3 separate regions of the Sus scrofa genome follow, and regions 2 and 3 are each linked to region 1. A link is a contact called in public HiChIP or PLAC-seq data. All regions are on one chromosome and are shown on one strand. Each heading gives the region's core, a stretch centred on a gene start, on an enhancer-like site or on the middle of the called end of the contact. The rest is flanking DNA. Distances are from core to core; before and after follow the strand shown.

The links. HiChIP or PLAC-seq counts read pairs in DNA pulled down with a chosen protein or histone mark.
Region 2: a contact with region 1 is called in an H3K27ac HiChIP or PLAC-seq map of alveolar macrophages. The contact joins the promoter of NLN here to the promoter of ERBIN in region 1. A contact is called at or near these places in 2 of 5 promoter capture datasets (fetal skeletal muscle and liver), 2 of 47 Hi-C or Micro-C datasets (epiblast stem cells and fetal skeletal muscle) and 1 of 2 datasets of contacts at active chromatin or transcription factors (alveolar macrophages).
Region 3: a contact with region 1 is called in an H3K27ac HiChIP or PLAC-seq map of skeletal muscle. The contact joins the promoter of SREK1 here to the promoter of ERBIN in region 1. A contact is called at or near these places in 6 of 47 Hi-C or Micro-C datasets (fetal skeletal muscle, heart right ventricle, liver and 2 more) and 2 of 2 datasets of contacts at active chromatin or transcription factors (alveolar macrophages and skeletal muscle).

The regions. Positions count from the first base shown.
Region 1 is chr16:44,413,283-44,416,703 of Sscrofa11.1, reverse strand. ERBIN (erbin) reads right to left here and starts at 1,598. Exons shown (of 24, transcript XM_021076809.1): 1 at 578-1,598.
Region 2 is chr16:44,223,845-44,227,265 of Sscrofa11.1, reverse strand. It overlaps NLN (neurolysin), which reads right to left and starts at 1,560. Exons shown (of 13, transcript NM_214359.2): 1 at 1,363-1,560. The coding sequence starts at 1,403. It overlaps SGTB (small glutamine-rich tetratricopeptide repeat-containing protein beta), which reads left to right and starts at 1,370. Exons shown (of 11, transcript XM_003134011.5): 1 at 1,370-1,850; 2 at 3,006-3,127. The coding sequence starts at 3,028.
Region 3 is chr16:44,576,725-44,580,145 of Sscrofa11.1, reverse strand. It overlaps SREK1 (splicing regulatory glutamine/lysine-rich protein 1), which reads right to left and starts at 1,615. Exons shown (of 11, transcript XR_002339775.1): 1 at 1,163-1,615.

The DNA.
Region 1 (3,421 bases), core at 349-2,848:
AAGTTACTGAAGACATATATATTACCCACCTGAAAAAACGACTAAGAACGGCAAAGAGTTTTTTGTTTATAAAACCCAATGAAACACAGTCATAAGAGTTGGAACTAAATAACTCCATATACATTTAAATGCAAAAGCAAAATAATCGGTAACAGTATAAACAAATACTGTGGCAGCCATCTCAACAGCAGCCGATTGCTCGCCGCAGTGACCTAACTTTCATCCAAAACAAAAGTTGTCAGGTTCAGCAACTTAATAAATCAAAAACATACATTGTATATGTTCCGGGAAACTAAGATTTCTGGACCTTCTGCTGAACAAAGGCATTCTTTCCTCGGAATTGCTTAAAACTTTTCGTCCCACCGCATTCTTACAACCTCTTCTAAAATGACCAGGGTCCAGATGGTAGAAAGGAGAATAAAATCAGTTCTACTGCTTTGCACCTAAATCACTACCCCGTCCGACAGGAGAGAGGGAGAATTTAGGGCAACTTGAGAAAAAGTGGAAAACACTAAAGTTTCCTCTCTTTCCTGGCCGGGGAGCTTTGTGACTCGCAGACACTTTGGGTGAAAATTACCTTTCGGTCGGGCAGTGTCTCAGGACAGCTTTTTCAAGGCTTCGCCTGACATGATTTCCTCCCCTTCATTAGTCACTTCGGATCCAGCCGAATTTCTCTCTCCGGTGAGAGCGGATGTGGAGTGGCCTCCCGCAGTAGGAAGAGTAGGTGGCTCCGGTGGGGGTTGGGAAGCGGGCTGGCTTCCTGGTCTCGAGTTTTGCAGGAGTTTCCCAGCCCCAACTAGGATCTCCGTCGAAAAAAAAACTTTTCACTCGTGACACCGCCCGGAATTACCGTGCGAAACTCACTTCCTGCCTTGGCGAGCAGCAGGATCCAGCTCGGTCCAGGGGAACCCGGAAAACCAGCTCCACGCGCGTCGGGCGGGGGAGGGCAGGGGGCGTCAGCCGAGAGCCTGGGACTCCGGGCGACCCGCGCGCCCCGATATCCGACGGCAGGCGAACCTGGCCCGCGGGGGCAAAGATGCCACCGGGGCGCTGGGAGAGCCTCTGCCGCGCTAGGCCGCCGCCGCCTCCTCGCCGCCACCCCCGGAGCCGGGCGGCGGGGTTATTGTCTCGGTAGCGCCTGCCGCGCCCTTCGCCCGCGCGGCCGCAGCCGCGGCCGCCCGGAGCCCGAGCCGAGGGGCCGGGCAGGCTCGATGGCGGCCCCCTCCCCCGGCCGGCCGTCGGGCTGTCCGTCCTTCCGTACGTCCCTCCCCGCCTTCCTTCCCTGCCCTCGAGCCCTCTTCTCCTCCCCCTCCTGTTTTCCCGCCACCGTCCCCTCGCTCCCCTCCTCGTTCTTCTTCCCTGGCGGCGGTGGCTCCCCCGGGAAGCGCAGGGGGTGGGGGCAGGCGGCGGCTTCGTCTCCTCACAAGCTCGCGGGGCCGCGGCAGGGGCCGAGACTGCGTCCCGCGCCGCCGCGCCACATTCACTCGAGCGAGAGACTGCGAGGGGCGGGGAGGGGAGGGGAGGGGAGGGGAGGGAGGGAGCGGAGAGAAAGGAGGAGGAAGGGGGCTGGGGCGGAGGGGAGTTACTGCCTCACAGGCCGCGGAGGCAACAGCGCCACCGCCCCGGCGGCGAGGGGGGAAGAGGCTGCGCGCGGCGGCGGCTCCGCGGCGGGGGCGGGGCGGCCTCCCGCCCGCTTCGCCCCAACCTCCAACAGCCGGGCTGGAGGCCGGCGCGAGCCAGTCACCGCGCGCGGGGGCGGTGCGGGCCGACGTCGGTGGCGGCGGGGGGCGGCGGCGGCAGCGGGGGGTGATAGTCTTGGGGGCCCGGGAGGCGGGGCCGGCGGCCGGGGGTTCGCGAGCTAGGTCCGGCGTGAGGCCAGCTCTGGCCCAGGCCCGGGAGGCCTGCGTGCTGCTCCCCAGCCGCCCAAGGTGGGGATGCGGGCGAAGTCGATCCCGGCTGCCCTGCGCCCAGCCTGGAAGAAGAGAGTCCTTGGAGTTTCCGTCGTGGCGCAGTGGTTAACGAATCCGACTAGGAACCATGAGGTTGCGGGTTCGGTCCCTGCCTTGCTCAGTGGGTTAACGATCCGGCGTTGCCGTGAGCTGTGGTGTAGGTTGCAGACGCGGCTCGGATCCCGCGTTGCTGTGGCTCTGGCGTAGGCCGGTGGCTACAGCTCCGATTCAACCCTAGCCTGGAACCTCCATATGCCGCGGAGCGGCCCAAGAAATAGCAACAACAACAACAAAAAGACAAAGACAAAAAAAAAAAAAAAAAAAAAAAAAAAAAAAAAAAAAAAAAAAGAAAGAGAGTCCCTAGGCCTCCTCCACTCCTGCCAATTGAGTTTCTTTGTACAGCAGTGATCGGTGCGAAGGGTTCAAGTCCAACCCCGATTTTAAGCCTGCAGGTATCTCTTTCAACTGCAGCACTCCAACTTCCTCTAATGGCACGCTCAGTTTGCAAGAAACCACTGCGGTAGCACGGCGGAGCTTCCCACGCCGGCCTTTGCTCCGAGCTTGCTCTCGCAGAAACGCAGCTGGGGTTCCTCCAAGTCTCAGCCTCACCAGCTGAGACAAAGCTGGCGCTGAGAGGGGGAAAATGGCCCGCGAAATTGCCTCAAGATAGTGTCTTTGTTAGAGGCAACATTGGATACCCTCTGAACGCAACGTAGGCTTTCAACCCCAGCGGTTTAGATGGTGCAGTTGTTGAATTACACTGGCCCTAATGATTCAGCCTGGCAGGGTTTGCGTTTATTGCGGAGAAGAGAGCTGCTTAGGCATTCTGTCAACACATATGGCATAAAACGCCTCAACCACAACATTGCACAGTTTTTGCAGTTCCTGCTTTAAACATGTTAACAGACAAGCCGGCCTTGTTTTACCCGGAGAAAGAACGCAATAGATACGAAACAAACCATTCCCCGCCCCCAGGCTCTGCCATGCTTAACCATGTACAATGCTGGTAATTACTCTCTGTGCCCCTGAAGTCATTGCTTCAGTTCTTCCGTCTGTGTTCCAGAGATAATTATTTATTACCAACTTTGAGTAAAGAGCTGTATGCCCTACAGATGATTTTTGGCTTGCAACCAAATGAAGGAGTTGATAAAGTACATCAAAGAATTATTTACCAAAGTGAGTCGTACACTGGTGACAAACATTTGAAATAACTGCAGATATTTAAGATATTCTGCTCGAGGTGGAAACTTTCAGCCACTTCAGAACTGCTAGAATTAACACCGTTCTTTAGCCTACAGAAGAAGTTGAAGGTTCACAGATGGTACCAAAATGTTCAGGCTTATTCAGTGCTGCATCGGAAGTAAAAGCATTAAACTGAAAGTTAGGAAAAGAAACACCAGCCAGGTATACTAGTAATGCCAAGCTAGTTATTTATGTGAATATGAATCTTGGCCATTATATAAAAATTAGCA
Region 2 (3,421 bases), core at 311-2,810, 190 kb after region 1:
ATTATTATTACTATTTGCCCCATTTGTGGCATGCCTAAGTTCCCTTGGCCAGGGATTGAACCAAGGCCACAGCATGAATCCTTAACTTCTAGGCCACCAGGGAACTCCTATTATTGTTTCAAAAATAAACTATTACTGTAAAAATCTTCCTGATTTCATTTCTAATATGGTACACTTGGAAAATATAACACACACCACAGAAGCTCCTACGTCCTCAGTAATTTTTGACCAGTAAAGGAGCCCTGAGACTAAAGAGTTTAAGAACTGCCTTATATAAAATTTATTCTTTCTTTTCACACCTGTGTCATATAAAGATATGTATTTCTTCATTTGTTGGTACAGCTTCTTTTGACAGCTATACCACTTGCAGCCTCCAGACTAAAAGGACAGCCTGAAATATGGTCAAAATCATCACATTAACTCTTTATGATTACTAGTGTCCCTGGATGCCCCAAACTATGAGGACTGAACAGTACAAAGCTCCACACAGATGAGTGGCAAGGTGCAATAGCAAACTGTTAAAAAGCTTACATGCTCAGCGATATGGTCCAAAGTAGTTTTATAAGGATCTAGCAAGAAACACACTTTTCCCTATTTCTGTTGGATTTTCAGGTCAAGGCCAGATTTGGAAATGGGGGTGGTAGTGGCATTGTTTTTGAAAACCACTCCATCCAGTGCATCCGTGCAAAGAATTTAATTCTCACACCATCTTGCAGAGGGGGTGTGGCTAGGGCGCTAGGAAGCAATCCAAAACAGCAGCTGTGGCTGCCCCAAACCGTGTCCAAACAATCATTTCCTCCATTTTGGGCCAAGCCAATTTGCCCCGGCAAGAGGCCGAATGTTTTATGAGGAGTAAGTTAAATAAAAAGGAAATTAGAAGCATGGACAGATATAAGCAGCAAAACCCTAGAGGTTTCATCCCATGTGGATGTTAAACGATTTATATGCTAACGATGGGCATGAAGGGTAAAGGAGAATTGTTACTCGAGTCAACAGCTGTAAGCACTTTCAACGATAGGTCTGCAGTTCTGATGGGGGTGAAAGTCAAATAATTTTCTTACCCCGACCGTCTTTCTGAATTCGTTTTGGGCCGGGCTTGCGACCAGTCTCCCTGCTTGCAGCTGAGGCAGTCCCAAACAAAGGGGAATGGATGCCCTCCCAAGGGAGCAGAGGAAGAAAAGGTGGCCCCAAGTTCCCGCGCCAGGTGTCCGTCGGGGTAGACCATGTGGGCTGTAGAAAGGGAGGGTTCCAGGAGCGTCACAGGGGTGCTGTCGGTAAAGGCTGGGCCGGTACGCCTGGCTCGAACCGGGCGGAAGACCCCGCCCCGCCCACGGTCAAGGTTAAACCGCGCTCAGGAAGTACCTGTGGAGGCGTCTCGCAGCCGAAAGGCACCGGACGATCATGGGAGCGCCGAGAGGCGACGGCGGCTCCGGGCGCGCTGTCCTCTGGTTTGGGGGTGGGGTATGCGGGGCGCTGGCAAGCCTTGCGGCGGCCTAGCAAAGGAGGCAACAGCGGCGGCTGCGGCCCGCTCTGCCCGCGCCTTCCCACGTGCGGCAGTCCCACGCCGGCGCCCACTTCAGGCCCGCCCAGGCCCCGCCCAGGCCTGAACCCCGCCCCGTGCCTCTAGCACCGCCCGGGGGGCGGTTCTGTCAAGACCCGGCGTCTGGGAGCGGAGAGCACAGCCGGGTGGGCTGAGGGGCGGCGGCGGCGGCCTGGGAGCCGGGGAAGTTTGTGCCACCGTGGGCAGTGCTGCGATTCGTGGCCAGACTCAAGCCCGAGGACCAGGGGGCAGGCGGACCGGCTTACAGACCCCCGGGGCCCGTTGCCACCGTCTCGCGTCCTCTTGCCTGGTAAGGGGCTTCTCTCTGGGAAGGGTGCGTCTCCCGCCGCCCCAGACCCGGCCTGCACCGCGCACCCGCAGCAAACCTTGTCAGGGCCAAGGCGAGGCCCGGGTACCGAAGGGAGGGAGAAGGAGGTCTATGTGCTCTGGGGACAGGAAGGGAGAGAAGCCTGGAGGAGGTTGGACTTCTCCATTTCCCTTCTGCATCCCCTCACTCCCCCCCCCACCCCATTCTTTTTTCAACCTTCTGCTCTGGGGCCTTATTTAGTGCTTTCAACCCCATGGCCTGGAGGCTGGGCTTGTCTTTAAAATAAGCACACAAATAATAAGCATCCTAGCGGTGGGTACCACACCCTGGCTTTGAATTAGGGAACATGGGGAGCAGATAGATAATGCGCTTTAGTGGAAATAAGCCATTAATGCCGGCTGGCCCTGCGCCACTGTTTGGATGCGATAGTATTCCATGTGAATGAACATGACCGGGAGCTTCCACTTTGTCCACGAGAGCACAGCTACTGCAGAGAGCATCTCTGGGATTGTAGTATCCATCGACCTAATGATTTTCTGACATGTCTGTTGACGAAATAGAAATACCATTTTTATTACAAATGACACTCAATGGTTGAACAACCTTTCAGTAATATATTTGCATGTCACATAACTGTCTCCTCCTATAAAAGTAGGTGGAGTGTAAATTATGCATACATTTTAAAAAGTCTCATGAAATAGAGGAAGATGCTCAGCGTGGATCAGCTTCTGAGTCAGCAGTATGAAATCTCCTTCAACTTGGTACTAAAGCCTTTTGGGGATTTCTTCATCTCTATCTCTATACCCCTATCCTTTTCTGGATCTGTACCATATGTATAGTTAAGTTATAGCTGTTCAGTGAGAATCTACGCTTATGTTGTACAAATTTTGAGAAAAATTTTATTTTTGCAAGTTTTAACATAACCTAATATTACTGAGGGTAAATGAAACAATGTCATATATTACCATATTGATATTTTGTGCTCTGTTGATTCTTTGAAAAGAGAAAGAAATGAGGGTAATACAGGTTTTTGTTTTTGCTTTTTACTTTTAATCTAATTTGATGACCCTTGCAATTAATAATCTTCACCGATTCTTTGAAATTACTTAGTTCAGTGTTTTTCTTTTTCTTATCAAGGAAAAGTGTTTAAGCTTTTAAAATGTCATCCATTAAGCACCTAGTTTATGCAGTTATTCGTTTCTTACGGGAACAAAGTCAGATGGATGCTTATACTTCAGATGAGCAGGAAAGTTTGGAAGGTAAGCACCTCTTCTCTATGTTCTTTTGTGTTGTAATTGTAAATAAAGACAAAATAGCTATAAGCTTGACTTTATGACCTGTTATGTCAAAATCAGAATATTTTGTTGATTTTTCAAGGAAAGAGAACTTACAATAAGGTTATGGGTGTTTTCATTCTCTGAGGCTTGTTTTAATTTTTTCAGTTAACAAGCTGAGAGGACTGTCATTTATTTATTGAACAACTATTATGTGTCAGAACTATGCTATTCATATTATAGGGAATTTTTTCCTCCACAGTAACCGTTAAGTTAGCA
Region 3 (3,421 bases), core at 366-2,865, 160 kb before region 1:
AATGCAGGCAGGTGAAGGAAACATCTTTCAACTTTTGTACACATGAAATGTTTACACAAATTTGAAGAAAATTTAAGTAAAACTTAAAAATCCAAGCGCCAACTTTTATCAGTAGCCATGCAGTGGCAGAGATATACAGACTAAAAAAAGTGAAGAAAAATAGGTCTACATGCATCACTATGAAATAAACTAAAAAATCAAAAACAATCTTTTTTTTAAAAAAAGAAGAGAAATCATGGGCAACTCCTATACCTTCCTTCAAAGGATTTTGAAAAATGAACAAAACACTGAGGATTTTCAGACTCCAAGCTCTATCTTTAAAAAGTTTATGCCTGTAAAAAAGTAAACAACCCTCGACCCCTTACAAATATGAGTAGATAATACTGTACAAGGTAAATCTTACTTCAAAATACACTTGGGAAGTGTCCAAGAAACTAAATGCCAGTCCAGATCTGGACTTTTTAAAAGTAAAAGTATACAGCAGGAATAATCCAGCGCTATTACTTTTTCCGAAGATTTAGGACAACGTGACCTTCCAGGAGGAAATTTTAATCCGTTGCCAAAAGGGTGAACACACACGATCTTTAACATGGATGGGCTCAATTAGCTGAACCAAGAAGATGCTAAGTTTGTTAACACAGCCCCAGGAACAAATATAGCCCTTCTTGTCATCAACCGCAGGCTTCCCCGTCAGCAATGACAGCCCGACACAGAGGCCCTAAGAACTGAACAGTTTCTCGGGCGCAACCTCCGCGATTTTCCATTGCAAAAACGCTACCAAGCATTAGCCATGAGGACTACTCCGGGCCCACCTGCGGCCATCTTAAGTTCGGGAAAAAAAAGAGGAGCATTGAAAAAGGGGGGGGGGCACTGAATTCGAGCATCCGGCGGCGACGATAAATCTGTGAGACACGAAAAAGGCAACCTCTCTAAATGCTTTGTAAGGGTGCCGTGCAGAGATTACCCCACCCCGAGATCAACTAAAAGGAAAGCAGAAGCTTGGGGCCCCGGCTGCTGCGCCCTAATCAAACATGGAAACCAAGGTAAACCCGAACGGTCACGTGACGGAGACCGCGCGCCCCCGTCCGCGCTCTCCCCCACGCCTGGGTTCCCGAGGTCTTAGGCGCCGGCGCCCCTCCCCCCGCCGAGCTCGAGCACTTACTCCGGGGGGTAGAGACGCAGCTCCTCGATTTCTCCTAGGAAGGAAAAAAGCGTCCGCATCTGCTCGCTGGTCACCGCCGACGACAGATTCGTCACCTGAATCACCGCCGTAGGGGTGAGGCCGAAGCCTAATCCCAAACCGAAGCCGCCGCCGCTGTTCATCCCGACCCCGCTGCCGCTGCCGCCTGCTCCCCAACGTCTACGACGCGTCAGCTACGGAGCTGGGAAAGCGGAGAACGCGCGGCCGCGAGCGCGCTCCCGCTGGCGAATTCACGACAGCGGGCCGGTCTAGCCGCCTATTTCACAACTCCTCTGCTCCCAGGTCTGCGCGCGCCAGGCGGAAGCGTCGCCCCGGCAACCCGGCGGATCTCGCGAGGCTGCGCGCCCGGGCGCGCAGGTATCTGGGGCTGTTTCTCCTGCTGCTCTTCTACCTGCGCAGATTTTGATCCAGGAACTCCCTTCCCCCAATTATAACTCGATCAAATTCTTGTGCTCCTGCAAACGTGAGCGTCTTTACACTAGGTAGAGCTGGGGAACCTAGATGACTAGCCTGCTGGTGTGGAGCTGTGAAGGAGTAATGACCTGAGCATCACAGATAAATACTTGACCAAACTATAACGTGTCATTATTATATACAGGCAGCTCTCTCGCCCTACCTATTTAAAAAATTGGGTGGCGTCCTAATTGTGAAAAAAGTTGGGAAATTTCACAAAACGTGTGCATTCAGACTGAAGCAAGGAGACAGATGAAGGCTATGAGGTTGTCATGTATAATTTGTTATTTATGAGCTCATTACACACACAAGTATTAATATTTATTGTTATGTACCAGACACTGTTAGACAACGGCACATAAAAAACAATTATAAGAGTCCCCGTAGTGGCGCAGTGGTTAACGAATCCGACTAGGAACCATGAGGTTGCGGGTTCAATCCCTGCCCTTGCTCAGTGGGTTGAGGATCTGGCGTTGCCGAGAGATGAGGTGTGGGTCACAGACGCGGCTGGGATCCCACGTTGCTGTGGCTGTGGCTTAGGCCGGTGGGCTACAGCTCCGATTCGTCCCCTGGCCTGGGAACCTCCATATGCCGCGGGAGTGGCTCAAGAAAACACAAAAAGACAAAAAAAAAAAAAAGACAGTTGTAGACGGTCCACAGACCTTGCAACCTAATGAGAGACAAGTAACTCATGTGAAACTAGGGCAGCTGTTCCTAAACCATCCTCAGAACCTGGAGGTCCTCCAGGCCTTTTCAGTGGGTCCAAAAAGTCAAAACCATTTTCATAAAGCTAAGACTGTTGACCTTTTTCACTTTGTTGACAGTTGCACTAATGGTGTAAACACGATAGTGATTAACTGCCGGCACCTTAGCAGGAATCAAAGCAGTGATGTCAAAGCGAACTATTCATGGTATTCTGTATTCTTCACCTTGCATTCATGGCATACAAAATTTAAGACAAATTTAAGACAAAGGAGTAAAAGTTATTAATTTTAAATCTGCACCTAGCATAAACCTCTTAACATGTATGAAGAAATGGCCAGTATGCCTGTTGTGTGCCCAAGTAGGATGGATGTCTCCAGAAAATACTCATGTGGTTGTTTGAATTTTCACACCAAAACAAATTTTGTAAAACTTGCTTTCCACCACCTTAAGCTTGACAACTTTCCAGTACTTAGACTTTTCTGCTAAAAACACCAGGATATTAGTGTTACTTAAAGTGAAGTCCAGCTGCTCCCAGTTCTAAAGCCAATAAAGAAGCAATGTTGGTGGAAAGGAAGATTTGCTTTATTTGGATGCTAGTATGGGGGCAGGGGGTAGACTTCTGTCCAAAGGGCCAACTTTCCCCACTTAGGATCAGTGGGCAAGTGCTTTTATAGGCAAAGGGAGGAGGCTACATGCAGAAACAGCACAGTCACCTCTGACAGTCATCTTGAAATTGGTCTGACCAGTGTCATCCGGATTTTTTTTTTTTTTCTTTTTAGGGACACACCTATGGCATATGAACGTTCCCAGGCTAGGGGTCAAATTGGAATTACAACTGCCAGGCCTATGCCACAGCCACAGCCACGCCAGATATGAGCGGCGTCTGGTGACAACACCGGATCCTTAACATCCTGAGCGAGGCCACAAATCTAACCCTTGTTCTTACGGATGCTAGTCAGGTTCCCTAACACGGAGCCTTGTTTTATGTGTGTGTGTTTTGCCTTTCTAGGTCAGCACCCAAGGCATATAAGGTTCCCCTGGCTAGGGGTTGAATCCAAACTA